Regions from separate parts of the Triticum aestivum genome. Here region 1 is linked to region 2. The links are chromatin contacts, called in public Hi-C maps. All regions are on one chromosome and are shown on one strand. Each heading gives the region's core, a stretch centred on a gene start, on an enhancer-like site or on the middle of the called end of the contact. The rest is flanking DNA. Distances are from core to core; before and after follow the strand shown. Region 1 has its middle 100 kb from the start of LOC123166401. Region 2 holds the start of LOC123165513 (E3 ubiquitin-protein ligase RGLG5).

Region 1 (6,851 bases), core at 2,766-5,265, 210 kb after region 2:
CTGACAAAAGAGGAGAGTAGTCGCATGTCTTTAAAGAGGGGAAAGACATGTCAATGTTTGATCTTAGCCTTCGCTATTAAATTCCTGTTGCTCTGATTTTATCTCACCCTATCTTCTCCCATTATCCAATATCAGATTCAAGGGGAGAAAGAGACCATGTCTAAGGGGAGAAAATCTTTGGAATTCATTGCACATCTTTAGACCTTTGGGGGCATGTCTATATCTAAATGAAGTACTTAGTACGTGATTTGTGGTTTTCTGAAATTGCTTTACTAGGAGTGTTCTTGTGTTATCTAACCTTGTTTTCTCAAGTCCACTCTTTCCAAAGCCAGCTCAAGACCACAAGGTCAGTATATGCATCACACTCATGTGCATGATGATCTCTTGCTGATGTACATATTGTTTGCAAGAGAGATTCATAAACATGAAGGTACATTTCCAAATCACATCATTTGCTCTGATGCATATAGCCAAGATACATGTAACTCTGTGCTTGCTCTGTCATGATAATGCATTCACATGTTAGTATATTCTATCTTCACATGATTCCATACATGTACGGGGAGCTTATGCATGTTACATGTCTCTCCAAAGCTTTACCTATTACTCTTTGTATCATTTACCTAAAGCTTTGATGCATGTTGTCATCAATTACCAAAAAGGGGGAGCCTGAAAGCACAAGTGCTCCCTGGGTGGTTTTGGTAATTAATGTCAACATATCTCTTGTTGGACTAATGCTTTTATCTAGCGTATTTCAGACAAGTTCAACAATCAACTGTGGCGTGGAAAGGACAAGAGGATGTGGAACCCCTTCAAGGTGTCTAGGACATGCATTGGCAAAAGCTCAAGACTCTTCATTTTACTTTTAGTGATCATAGATCACATTGAGTCCATAGGAAAGCCAATACTATTAAAAGGGGATGAGGTGTTGCTTAATGGCTTGCTTGATCAACGTGCTTAGTGATATTGCTCCAAAGCCCTCAACCACTTTCCCATTTCCAAATATGTCCAAAACCCAAAGTCAAACTTGGCCCCATCGATTCTTCCTATCCGGAGCCACCGAGTTCATATGACATAGCCACTGCCAGAAACCCTAACAGTTCGGTCGCACCGATACGGATCTCGGTCTCACCGAGATGGCCTTACAAACTCTCTGTTTCCCTTTGTAACATTTCAGTCTCACCGAAATGAGCAATCGGTCCCACTGAGTTTGCTTGACATTTTTCTCGGTTTGCTTATGGCTTCACTTTGGTCTCACCGAGTTGATGCAATCAGCTCCACCGAGTTGATGTTTGCCCTAAGCCCTAGCACATCGGTCCCACCGAGTTGTTCCAGTAACGTTCACATTTTGAAATAAATCGGTCTCACCGAGTTCTTCTATTCGGTCTGACCGAGTTGGGTCAAATGTGTATAACGGTTGGATTTTGTGTGGAGGCTATATATACCCCTCCACCCCCTTCTCCATATGAGAGAAAGCCATCAGAATGTGCCTACACTTCCAGCATACATTTTCTGAGAGAGAACCACCTACTCATGTGTTGAGATCAAGATATTCCAATCCTACCACAAGATTCTTGATTTCTATTCTTCCCCGAGTTGCTTTCCACTCAAATCATCTTTCCACCATATCCAAATATGTGTGTGTGTGTGTGAGAGAGAGAGAGAGAGAGAGAGAGAGAGAGAGAGTTGAGTGTTGGGGAGACTATCATTTGAATCACAAGAGCAAGGAGATTGGTTAGGTGTCGCTTGGGAGCCTCCGACAAGATTGTGTAGTTGAACCAAGAAGTTTGTAAGGGCAAGGAGATCACCTACTTCATGAAGATCTACCCGAGTGAGGCAAGTCCTTCGTGGGCGATGGCCATGGTGGGATAGACAAGGTTGCTTCTTCGTGGACCCTTCGTGGGTGGAGCCCTCCGTGGACTCACGCAGCTGTTACCCTTCGTGGGTTGAAGTCTCCATCAACGTGGATGTACGATAGCACCACCTATCGGAACCACGCAAAAAATATCCGTGTCTTCATTGCATTTGCACACTCCAATCCCATCCCTTTACTTTCTTGCAACTAGCATGCTTTACTCTTTTCGCTGCTCATACTCTTGGCATGCTTGCTTGAAATGTATTGTGAATGCTTAAACTTGTGCTAAAACTCCACCTCAACTTAAAGAACTTAAAAATTGCCACCTTTACTTCTTGAGGGTCTAATCACCCCCATCTATACCCCTCTTCTCGATCCTTTCAGGCTGCCGGAGAGCAGCAACTCGATGGGTAGGAGCACGACGACGACGATGATCCGGATGATACAACCGGCGATGCAGAGAAGAAGGGTAGAGGAGGAAGTTTCAACATGCAGGAGGATGAGCTGTTGTGCGATGCATGGTTGGCCACTAGCCTCGATCATGTCCATGGCACGGAGCAAAAGGGCACAACCTTTTGAAGGAACAGTCACATATGGTTCCATGAATACAAGCATTTCGCGCCCTACTCCGACGCAGTCATCTGCAACCGTGAAAGGGAGTCCCTCAATCATTGATGGTGCGACATCCAAGAGGCTGTGTCCAAGTATTGCGGACACTTGAAGCATCTCATCGCACGGTGGCCTAGCGGTGCCCAAATCACCGGGCAAGTAAGTTGATCACTAGCCGGATATGCTTTAGTTTTGCTGATCACTAGCTGGACATGTATTGTTTTGTTGCTCACTAGACGGATATGCATTATCGACATTGTTTCACTTTGTAGCCTATTCGTGTTTGTGTGGTGTACAAGAAGTTGGAGAAGAAGTCCTTCACCGTCATGCATTGTTGGTTGAAGTTGAATGGGAAACCAAAGTGGAACCATTTCATTGCCAAGACCGCCACCCAAGCTAATGAGGAAGAAACCGGTGACCCTACCGACCCAACCCAAGAATCGCCGAAGAAGGTTAGAAGAAACTTGCGGGGGAAGAAGTGGGAGGAGGAGAGGGCGAAGCGAGAAGGTGCGGTGACCAAGCTGGCAGAGAGGTTCAAGGACATCTTGGCGAAGAAGGAGGAGACATGCGTGAGGTGCTCGGAGATCAAGGAGGAGCAGAAGGCAGAGCGGTTCAAACTGTTAATGGAGGCGACAAACAAGAAGCTCAAGTTCAAAGAGAGGAGGACCATGATCGAAGAGAGGAAGTGCGGATTTCTCCTTTTGCTCCTCAGCCTACGGGGTATTAGCAACCGTTTCCAGTTGTTGGCCGCACTCGAGGAAAAGAGGGTGAAGATCGCCGCCAATGCGGAGGACACCAAGATGTTAACCTTGGATGTCGACTCTTTGGATGCCGACGCAAGAATGATCGTGCAATCCTCTGCTACCAGATGTTGCAGCGGTAGAAAGATGTGTTGGCGGTGGGGGACTATGAGGACGCGGCGGAGGCGGATGCTGCCTACGCGGCGGCGACGACACCTCCTTGATCGGGGATCAGCTGGCTGGGATTGCCGATCCGGCAGGGCAGAAATGCATAGACTAATATTTTTTTGGATTCAGACATGTAAAAACTTAGCATATTTGCCTCTTTTTGGTTGTGACCGGGCATGCGATTCAGCGGTGGTGTGATCCGGCATGCTGTGTGGATCAAAGTACATTTGAATTTGAATTTACTGGCGGACATATATAGGCTATGGTTGGATGGCGTGCTCTCACATCCGTGTCCGCGGACTGGTCTTCTCTGTCCGCTGCGGGAGAAAATTTGAGGGTTGCCGATTTCCTAATACCCGGAGGAACAACTTCCAAGGGAAAAAAAATAACCGGGAACAAACGGTGGTGAAGTCAAGTCAACTGCCGGCCGGGGGCAAGTGTTTCCTGTCATCCTGTGCGCTGCTCCTCTAAACTCCTGCACCGTCACTCTCGTGGAAAATGACATCCAAAGCAACCGAGCTATAGATGGATCAGTGGGCACGAAACTTGTCTCAGTCATCGACACGAGTAATGCCACGGCTTATGAGTAGTAGTGTGTGCGATTATTATCCACTGAGGAGAAAGTCGAGTCTGAGCAACTTTGCTACGCGCACGGTGGAGGGGCTACATGCTGCTCTAGTGCTCTTCCGGTGGTTGGCAGTGCTGACCTGGTTTTGCTGTCCAGTCGGACACCTCATCTGTCAAAGTCTACTACGAGCAAGTACTCCCTCCGTTTCTAAATACTTGTCTTTCTAGGCATTTCAATAAGTGACTACATACGGAGTAAAATGAGTGAATCTACACTCTAAAATATGTCTACATACATCCGTATGTGATATTCATTTGAAATGCCTAGAAAAACAAGTATTTAGGAACGGTGGGAGTACTAGATAAGGTTTTCTGTGGTTAATCTGATCTCGTGAAAATTTACGCGGCTGACGTGCACTGCTCGGACAATCTCGTAGTAGGACCTACGTGACCGTGAGATGTGGGTTACAATATTTGACATACTGGCTTGCGTCACGAGGGAGACGTACACAGATGACTGTCTATCTGCCAAAGTACACGTGTTTGCGTTTTAGTTTGACAAATGTACCATAGTTGTAAATTGGAAGGCGATGGTTTCCCTAACCATGCTTGTGAATTGGACCCGAGGAACAGAAGAAATGTACGTGTCTTTAGAAAAAAATTGACGCCGCCTCACCACATCTTAGAACTCATTGAGGACGAGGCCAACCTTTGGGTCACCGTAGAGACGAGACATTTGAGTAGCATAGTGTCTAGAGAGTGAAACCTTTGTTGCTTTTTTTTTTTTGCAATGTGGGGTGCTTCTTTTGTTGAGCAATAACTCTCTAACCCTCTTCTTAATCAACTAGTAAAGTGGCCCGCCCGGTGTGCGGGCTAGAATTTTATAAAGTTTTATCAGTAGAACACATTATTTGATTGGTCTAAAGAAAAATCGAATGAAATGTGACCGCATTCACAAATCACACATATGGGCATTTTTTAAACATAGTTTTTTCGAGGTATATTTTGTTTTCCCATCGATATATAAATATATATAATCATGTACTTGCTTGTTATGGATACTATGCTAACTTTTCACAATTATTCCTAGGGCGCAATTTATATATGTAGCATTTCCCATATGTATATTTGCTATTTTTGCTCCCGCCGCCGTCCACATTGGTTAAATTAATTCAATGATATAATTTTTGCTCTCGCAACAGTCGGTCACGTTGGTTAAAATTATGGTCAAACTTGAATCTCGAAAAGCGCGGACGCACTACATTATGAAATGGAGGGAGCATTAGTCAATTATGTCCCACCTTCTCTTTTCAATTGACATTGAACATATTTTTATTTTTTGAATTAGATATACTCCCCCGATCCTAAAATAAGCGTCTTAATTTTAGTACAACATTTATATACTAAAATGGTTCGTGGTGGCACTTTCTTGTTTGATAGACATTTGTTTCTTTAGTGGTGTTTGATAGACATTTGTTTCTTTAGTGGTGTTTGATAGACATTTGATTGAGTTAAGTTAAACACGTACTACACCGTAAGTAGTACCATTGTTGTCTAATCTTTTCACCTAAGCAAAGTTCCATCTAACAACTATCCAGATTATCAACACGTGGAGTGGCTACATGTACATAAAAAATCGTAGTGCGGCTACAGGTTCCCACCAACATGAACCTTCATTTTGTCCTTTCTCGAGTGTTCTTGTCTTCTCCCTTTCCAAAAAAAGTCCTCTTGAACTTGGAACACCGTGGGGAAAAAAGTCTTCTTTTCTTCTCGGGAGCTCCCAGCCATGTAAAAGGATGAGCCAGCCTGGGTCCGCCGCATCGCATATGTGAGGATCACCTCGAAGCTCCGCTCGGTCTGCTCTCATACTTCGTGGTCCTCACACACCTCGTGGCTGGGACTGCGCATAGTTTGGCTGCCCGCGTGCCTCGTCGATCTCCCGGGCCGTCAACGGGTAGCAGGGCCCTGATGTCAGCTGCCTGAGGGAGGATTCGAGCTCGTCGAACACGACGGCCGTCGGCTTCCATTGATGCGATGAAGGTGTGGATCTCGTTCCCCTTAGCTCTTGCAGATTGTGGTTGTGGGGATCCTGGGGGTGTTATCTCCGTCCCCGAGCGCCGGACCGGAGGCGTCGTTGCTGTCCCCAAGCGAGCACGCTGACGCATCGTCTTCATCCTCGACAGCCACAACCCCGCTTCAGCATCGCATTCTTCCACCTTCAGGTGCCCCCTCTCCATTTTCCTTTTTCTGTCTACTGAACCAATATACTTTAAGGTATTTCTTTATTTCTTAACAGTGACAAATGGTATATGTTGACTGCTATTGAAATGAGATAGTAGTAAGTCTGGATGCCCAACACAGCTTAAGGCAAATTGTTAATTAGTTTATGCGCCGTCCACTTTTTTCAGGGCCTGAGACCGGAATCGCAGTTTGTGATTAGTGTACAATGTATTTGTGATTAGCTGTAGTTTTAATATTTCCCAAAGACAAATTTATTTTAATAACTTAGTAAAATTAGGTTTGATTGCATTCTACATATGAAACATAACGATGATCTGATGCTCTCAACATTGGGTTGACTACATAATAAGCTTAAAATATCAGATGATGTAGAATGTCGATTGATGTTTGGTATTACTGAACTATTTCCATAAAATGTTGATGCATCTTTCCAGTACTTATCCGGAGTAGTTGACCATCTCCGTCCTGTCATATCTTGTTATCATAGGTAAGTGAGTTATTATTTTGAAGGTAGTCTGCAGTGTACTTTTTTCCTTCATGTACCTATGATCATATATAATGTATAAAAGGCAGTGTTATCCATCTAGTTCACTGCGATCGAGATGGCCTCTACCCTGGCGAAAGTTCAAGCCAACACCCATCTACTTGCATGTGCTCTTTTTGAAAAATCT
Region 2 (7,160 bases), core at 1,902-4,401:
TGTCCTTCCAATAATAGATATGGCTTGCTCATATGGGTTTGGAGTGTTTCCAATATCATGTAGACAGCGGCGGTTATAGGAAATTTTACCTAAATGGAAAAACACGGCAAGTTAAAGGAAAATGCTATGATATGATATAGATGATTGTCACATATAGAGGCAAGGGTTTGGAATGTTTCCAATATCATGTAGACAGCAGCAGTCATATTTTTTTTTACCTAAATGGAAAATTATAGCAAGTTAAATGAAAATACTATGATCTGACATAGATGATTATCAATATAAGATGCAACAGGGGGGGGGGGGGCATTCTTTCTACAATACAAACGCAGAAATGTTTTCATTGCTTGCCTTTCATCTAAAGAAATTCATGTGCATAATGTGGCTTCGCCTGACAAAAGTTTTATAATAGAAGTTGGAATACCATTGACATCACATACCAAATGTTTTTTTTCAATAGCAAAACCACAAACTATATGGGCAACTAACTAGTATTCTACTAAGCAGTACCTATTAATAAATAATAGGCACCAGTGGACCCCAAAGCAAGCATTAGCAAAAAAGAATATGCATCTATAGTCAAAAGGCAGAAAGATCAGCTGCTAACCTGTCCATTCATTACTTTTTGTAAAATCAATGCCTACAATAAGATTTGAAGATTCGAGGCCTGCTTGAGCCAAAGCTTCAGTCACCTGTAACAGTGTAAAAAAGGTGTTGCTTTCAGTTTTAAGTTCACAACACAACAATGGAAAGGAAGAATATGTGGAAGACTCTTGTAACTGTCATCTGGGCTGTAGTACTAGAGGAAAATGCATAGGCTGGTAGAATCCAATTTCATTTAAGCATATACAAATCCAATAATATTTCATAACATAACAGTATACTACTGCAGCTCCGTATCAGCATTGTAGTTATTTGTCTTTTGTGCGGGTGAAGTAGCAAAGCCCTTAATAGATGGGACTACCCAATTTAGTTGATTGTTATAGTTGTCAGCTTAATGATCCACAAGTCTGACTGCAGATATCAAGGTTATTACTGAAAATGCACTGGAAAGTAAATAGCAGTCACATCTTATAGAAGATGTCAGTTTCTTTGGAGAAGTAAAATCTAACTGCAGGAAAATTTATTTTATCGTCATCAAACCTTGGATTAGGAATCCTACCATACAAACAAAAACTGACTAAGATTGATAGAATGTCAGACAAAGTACACTTGGACAGTACCATATCATTAAATCGCCATGCCAGTCAAATTAATGCTGAGAATATGACAGGCTAGGACTTAGAAGAGAACCAAAATCTGTATACACTATCGTACGGCTTCTCATATTTGTAAGTAATTGCACACTTGTAAGTAACATTGTAGAAGAAGAAGGCCCATGAAAAATGCATTCACTGCCGAAAATAAGTGCAAATTATACAAGACAAGACTGTATGTCCCCGAAGCTAGTACAATTGAAAAGAACACGATTAATGCAGGTGGCTTGAATTTTTTAAATGGTTGCAACATTGCAGAAAATACTCATATCGAGCAAGAGATAACTTCCTTTGCTGATGCAAAATTTAATTTGATTTCTCGACCTGAATACTTAAAGCACTATCCTTCTTGAAATACTCATATAGATAAAACTAACTCTACCAAAGATAGTTTACACTCCAAAATCCACCTGAGACGACTGAATAAGATGAATGGTAGTACCATTCAGCCACATCAAGTTGAAAACCATGCATCAAAAATTGGGAAAGGAAAACAAGAGAACTTAAGGCACAAAAGGCCATCAATACATACTTGACTGACGGAACGGTAGTCATCGCCGATCCTGGAATACTTCCTCTGCAGCCTGGCCTGTGCTTCTGGCTGCTGCATGTTGTTACCCGCCGAAGAGGCATACCTCGGGCTGTAACTGGAGGGCGTGTTTGCATACCTCGAGTTGTACCCGTTGGCTGAATTCCCAGAGTTATACGACGGCTTGGAGTCCTTTTGCCCCATTCCTCAACACTCGGCTGAACTTCCTGGTGAACAGAAGAGAATGTGAGTACTTGGGTACACAGCTAGCTGGAAACAAAGCAGATACTTTTCACGCATGTATCAAGAAATCCTAGTGTTTTTTGCAGAACATGATCCATCCATCAATTACATGTGATCTTTTTGACGAATTCCTAATTCGAGGAGGGAGGGGTGACTTTCTAATCCAAAACTGGCAAGTTTCACACCCTAAAACAGCCACAGCCTCCCCTATCCACCCCCACATTTCCTCCTCATTGCCAAACTGGAGACTGGCAATCGCAGAAGGCCCAGTTCCTACATAGTAGTACAAGCATCGGGCATATCGAAAGGTCTGAACGAGATCAGAGAACGACCTATCAAAAATACCAAATATAATCATCTAAAAAACCGCCAATTACTACTACTTAGGAGCATTCGACGAACCGCCTCACACGATCAGATCCAAACACCTCGTGGGCTGACTCACGGAGAACTTGGCTTCATCCCGCACCCTCGCCAAGAAAGAAACAAGACGGAGGCGAGGCGGAGTGGGGAGATACGGGACTATACTTGCCGGTGCGGCGGCGGAACCAGAATCAATCAACCCCAAGAAACGAACACCCGGAATTCTCTCGCGCGCAACAGCATCCCCAAATTAATCAGCAATCCGCAGGGATGGGCTTACCCTGCTCTCGGCGTCCAAGGTCGCAGCGCAGGCCACTGCTCCGGGAGAGGGAAGAGGATCGGTGGAGTAGCGGGGACGAGGGGATAGGCCGAGTCAGCTGAGACCAAGATTTGTACGCCCGGCACGACGAGATAAACTATAATCAGCGGAGAAGCGGTGGCGCGGGTCAAGTCAATCGCCAGCCCGGGAGGCAATGCAGTTGGCACTTGGCACTGGAAGCGGGGGCCAGACGGCAAAGATTTCTCGCGCCCTGCTCCTCTGAGTCCCTCCCTCCTCCTCCGCTCTCTATCTGAAAGCGATATCCGAAGCTTCGGAACTAGGAGTAGTATTCAATGGACGGATGTGGAGAGCTCGGACGGATGAGTTTGGTGGCGCACTCGTCTCCGTCATCGGCATCCGCAGGCACCAACCAACCGGGGGGGAAAGGTTAGTTTGAGAGCCGTAGTGTGCTGGAATTATTACCGGATTGCACGATGGTTATCCACTGGCGCCGAAAAGGTCGAGGGAGGGATCTTTTCTCTGCTGCGCCCGCGCGCGACGGAGGGGCTAGAGCAGTGGACTGCGGCGTTATTTGTTCGGTGGTTGGCGCGTCGCAGTCCTGGTTTCCGGGTTGGTAGTTAGCTACGGTGAACTCATGCGGAGCGTTTGTGTAGTTAACCTGGTCCTCACGAAAGAAATTAGGCGGCGCTCACCGGCTCATGGGTGGCGTGCGCTGCTGAGACGGCCACACAGGCCACGTGAATTGCGTTATGCGTCGCGTTTTGGCCTGCGTACCGCGGGGCGACGCAGGGAGGTGGGTGTGTATCTGCCAAAAACCACACCTAGTGGATTTGTCCTTCGCACAGTGTGTTGTTGAGACGGCCACACAGGTCAAGTTTTGGATACACTGTGCAAAGAAGGTGGGTGTGTAGATCTGGGAGGAGAAGCTTGCCTTCCTTCGTGAACTCAAAGACACTATTCAGGACAGTATGCCCAATGGCACGGCCCTTGCATTGAAACCACACGAAGGAAGGCAAGCTTCGCACAGTGTGTTGCTGAGACGGCTACACAGGTCAAGTTTTGGACAACGCAAGGACCGTGCCATTGGGAATACTGCGACGCAGGGAGGTGGGTGTGTATCTGCCAAAAAGCACACGTAGTGGCATGGAAAGGTGACCACTACTCCATGGCCACCATTGCAGTTCAAGGGTACACGATGGCGGCTGTTGGGAAAGATGCCAAGGGGGCTCCAGTGGGTGTGATTGGGGTGTTTGGCCCGCAGATCTGGGAGGAGAAGCTTGCCTTCCTTCATGAACTCAAAGACACTATTCAGGGCAGTATTCCCAATGGCACGGCTCTTGCGTTGATCGGTGATTTCAACCTCATCACCGGAGCAGCCGACAAGAACAACCCGAGGATCAACAGACGCTGCATCACTGCCTTCAGAAACTTCATCAACGAACTGCAACTAAAGGATCTATATCTCCATGGCCGTAGATATACGTGGAGTAACGAGCAATCAAACGCAATGATGGTGAAGCTGGACAGAGTTCTCATCAATGGAGAGTGGGAGGAGACAATGCCCAACTGCATGCTTCAAGCCTTGTCCTCAAACATCTCAGACCACTGTCCTCTCCTCCTCAACTGTGAGATTGCATTCCGTCAGCACAGAGCTTTCAGATTCAAGAACCACTGGGTGAAACTTGACGACTTCGATGAGGTGGTTCAAGGTGCTTGGCATGGGGCGCCGACGTCAGGGGATCCGGTCGGCCAATTTGCGGGAAGGCTTGCAGCCACGGCTAAAGCACTGAAACGGTGGCAAGGCCAATTCTGCAATGACATCAAGCTGAAAGCGGCCATTACAAGCGAGATCATTGGGCAGTTTGACCGGGTCATGGATCTTAGACCCTTAACAGCAGCAGAGAGGCAATTCCGTGCCACCTTGAAGATGCAGCGGCTAGGATATGCAGCGCTTGACAGAGCCATCTGGCGGGAGAAATCGAGAGTGAAGGGCATAAAAGAGGGAGATGCAGGCGCAAAATTCTTCAAAGCAAAAGCATCAGCCAGAGGGAGAAAGAACTTCATCATCAAGCTACAGGTCGACGGGCTGATCATCACAGACCAAGACGCAAAAGTAAAGGCGTTCCACTCCTTTTTTGAGCCAATTTTCGGATCAAAGGAGCCCCGCTCCAGGAGGCTGAACCTGTCCAGGATAGGATACACAAGACTGAACCTTGCCGAGATGGACGAGGCTATCACGGAGGAAGAAATCCTGGCTAATATCAAGGAGTTGGATGGATACAGTGCCCCGGGGCCCGATGGGTTTACCGGTTTGTTCTATAAGCGGTGTTGGCCCATAATCAAAGATGATCTGACAAGGGCTGTCCGGGCCGTGCAAGCAAACGCGTCGGCACACCTCCACCGGCTCAACTAGGCTACTATGATTCTCCTTCCAAAGAATGCAGAGGCCCTGGCCACAAAAGACTTCAGGCCGATCAGTCTTGTCTGTAGCTTCGCCAAGTTGATCACCAAGATTATGGCCACGAGGCTGCAACACCGGATGAATGAGCTCGTCGGCCCCTGCCAGAACGCGTTTATCAAAGGGCGCGCCATCCATGACAATTTCTAATACGTCAGCGGGCTGGCCAAAGCCCTCCGACGTGCCAACACGCCGACGCTAATGCTCAAACTCGACATTCAACGCGCCTTTGATACTGTGTCATGGGAGTTCCTGCTTGAGCTGCTTGTTGCAAGAGGGTTTGGGAGAGGATTCACCAACTGTCTGTCAGCACTTCTCAGCTCCTCTTCGACAAGGATCCTTGTCAATGGTGATCTATCTGACCCGATCAATCTGGTGAAGGGGCTAAGGCAGGGAGACCCGCTGTCACCGCTCCTGTTCGTGCTGGTCATGGACTGCCTTGCTATGCTCATCGACAAGGCGGTGAGGGTCGGAATTCTGGGACCGATCGGCAACCAAAAACTGCCCTTCAGGACTTCTCTGTATGCAGACGACGCAATCTTGTTCATCAACCCATGCCGCAAGGAGGTACTTGCACTGACACAAATTCTCAAGCTTTTCGGAGAAGCTACGGGCCTGCACACTAATTTTGCAAAATCTTCGGTCTCCACTATCTGCTGCAACGGGATCGACCTCCAAGAACTTCTTCAAGACTTGGGCTGCCCCATCAAGGAATTTCCTTGCACCTATCTGGGCATGCCACTGACGGACAAGAAACTGAAGAAGAATGACCTACAGCCGATCTGCGACAAGCTCATTGCAAGGATGAAGGGCTGGAAGCTTGCCTTTCTTTCCCTTGATGGACGGCTGGATCTGGTCAGGACCGTGCTCTCGGCGATGCCGATCTTCCAAATGCTAGCCTTGATATTACCTGCTTGGCTGGCTAAGCTGATCGACAAGGTTCGTCGTGGATTCCTCTAGGAGGGCAGTGACGTGGCGGCCGGAGGAAAATGCCTGGTCAACTGGGGTACTGTTTGTCAGCCAAAGGATTTCGGAGGGCTCGGCGTCATCAACCTGACAGCCCAAAGTCGCGCCCTACGGATGAGGTGGTTGTGGCTCTCATGGAACGACGGCAACAAGGCATGGCAGGGGCTGGATTTGCCTATCGACCCTACGGTCAGATCACTGTTCAACGCATCTATTGACTTCCAGTTGGGCAAGGGTGACCGCATTCTCTTTTGGAAGGAGCCGTGGTTTAAGGGCATCAACCTCCAGGACGCCTTCCTGGCGCTGTTTCAGCATTGCACCAGGAAAAACCTCACCGTTGCACAAGCCTTGGAGAACAACAGATGGATCCGACACCTCAAAGCCAACCTCTCTGCACAGGCGATGAGGGAGTTCCTGAAACTGTGGGAGGAAATCCAAAATATACACTTAACACAAGAGCCTGATCGAGTTCAGTGGAAATGGACAGCAAACGGCGTGTACACGGCGAGATCGGCTTACAAAATTCAGTTTGAGGGCTGCACTCGGCCATCGTGGGCTGCGTTCCTTTGGAAATCTGATGCATCGGGCAAATGCAAGCTGTTTGCATGGTTGGCTCTTCTTGGACGTTGCAACACGGCCGATGTCCTTGCGAGGAAAGGCTGGCCTCACAACCCGTCTTGCTCTCTATGCAATGGGCCAATGGAGGATGTCGTGCACCTGCTAGCTTCCTGTCCCGTCTCCATCCGAATTTGGGACGACATCATTGCTCGCTGCAACCTTCATCCGGGCCTCGCTCCCTCCACCACCACAACTTCCCTGGTGCTTTGGATCGAGCAGTCCAATGGCATCATTACTGCATCAGCAAAGAAGCCATGGAGCGCACTCGTACAGCTGGTTTGGTGGTCGATATGGAACGAACGCAACGCAAGGATATTCAGAAACCAACCATCGCCGCAGACGACTGTGGTGGAACGGATCATTGAAGAGGCAGCGGTCTGGCAAAGGGCGGGACGGGGCAAGGCCATCTCCCTCCTCAACAGACCAAGAGAACCAGACTAGGAAAGC

The links. A called contact is a pair of places that touch in the nucleus more often than the background predicts.
Region 1: a contact with region 2 is called in a Hi-C map of leaf, with 7 times the contacts expected there. The contact joins the enhancer-like site here to the promoter of LOC123165513 in region 2. A contact is called at or near these places in 3 of 5 Hi-C or Micro-C datasets (all in leaf) and 1 of 1 datasets of contacts at active chromatin or transcription factors (leaf).

What each region holds. Positions count from the first base shown.
Region 1 is chr7D:490,931,861-490,938,711 of IWGSC CS RefSeq v2.1, forward strand. No RefSeq gene overlaps it. Among protein-coding and RNA genes, the nearest start is that of LOC123166401, 100 kb to the left of the region's middle. Within about 2 kb of position 4,016, at least 2 of the 8 cell types and tissues checked have an H3K27ac peak or open chromatin away from gene starts, as enhancers often do. A contact at or near this core is called in leaf, where this site is marked.
Region 2 is chr7D:490,726,143-490,733,302 of IWGSC CS RefSeq v2.1, forward strand. LOC123165513 (E3 ubiquitin-protein ligase RGLG5) reads right to left here and starts at 3,152. Exons shown (of 12, transcript XM_044583174.1): 1 at 3,134-3,152; 2 at 1,789-2,012; 3 at 608-692; 4 at 1-89. The coding sequence starts at 1,989.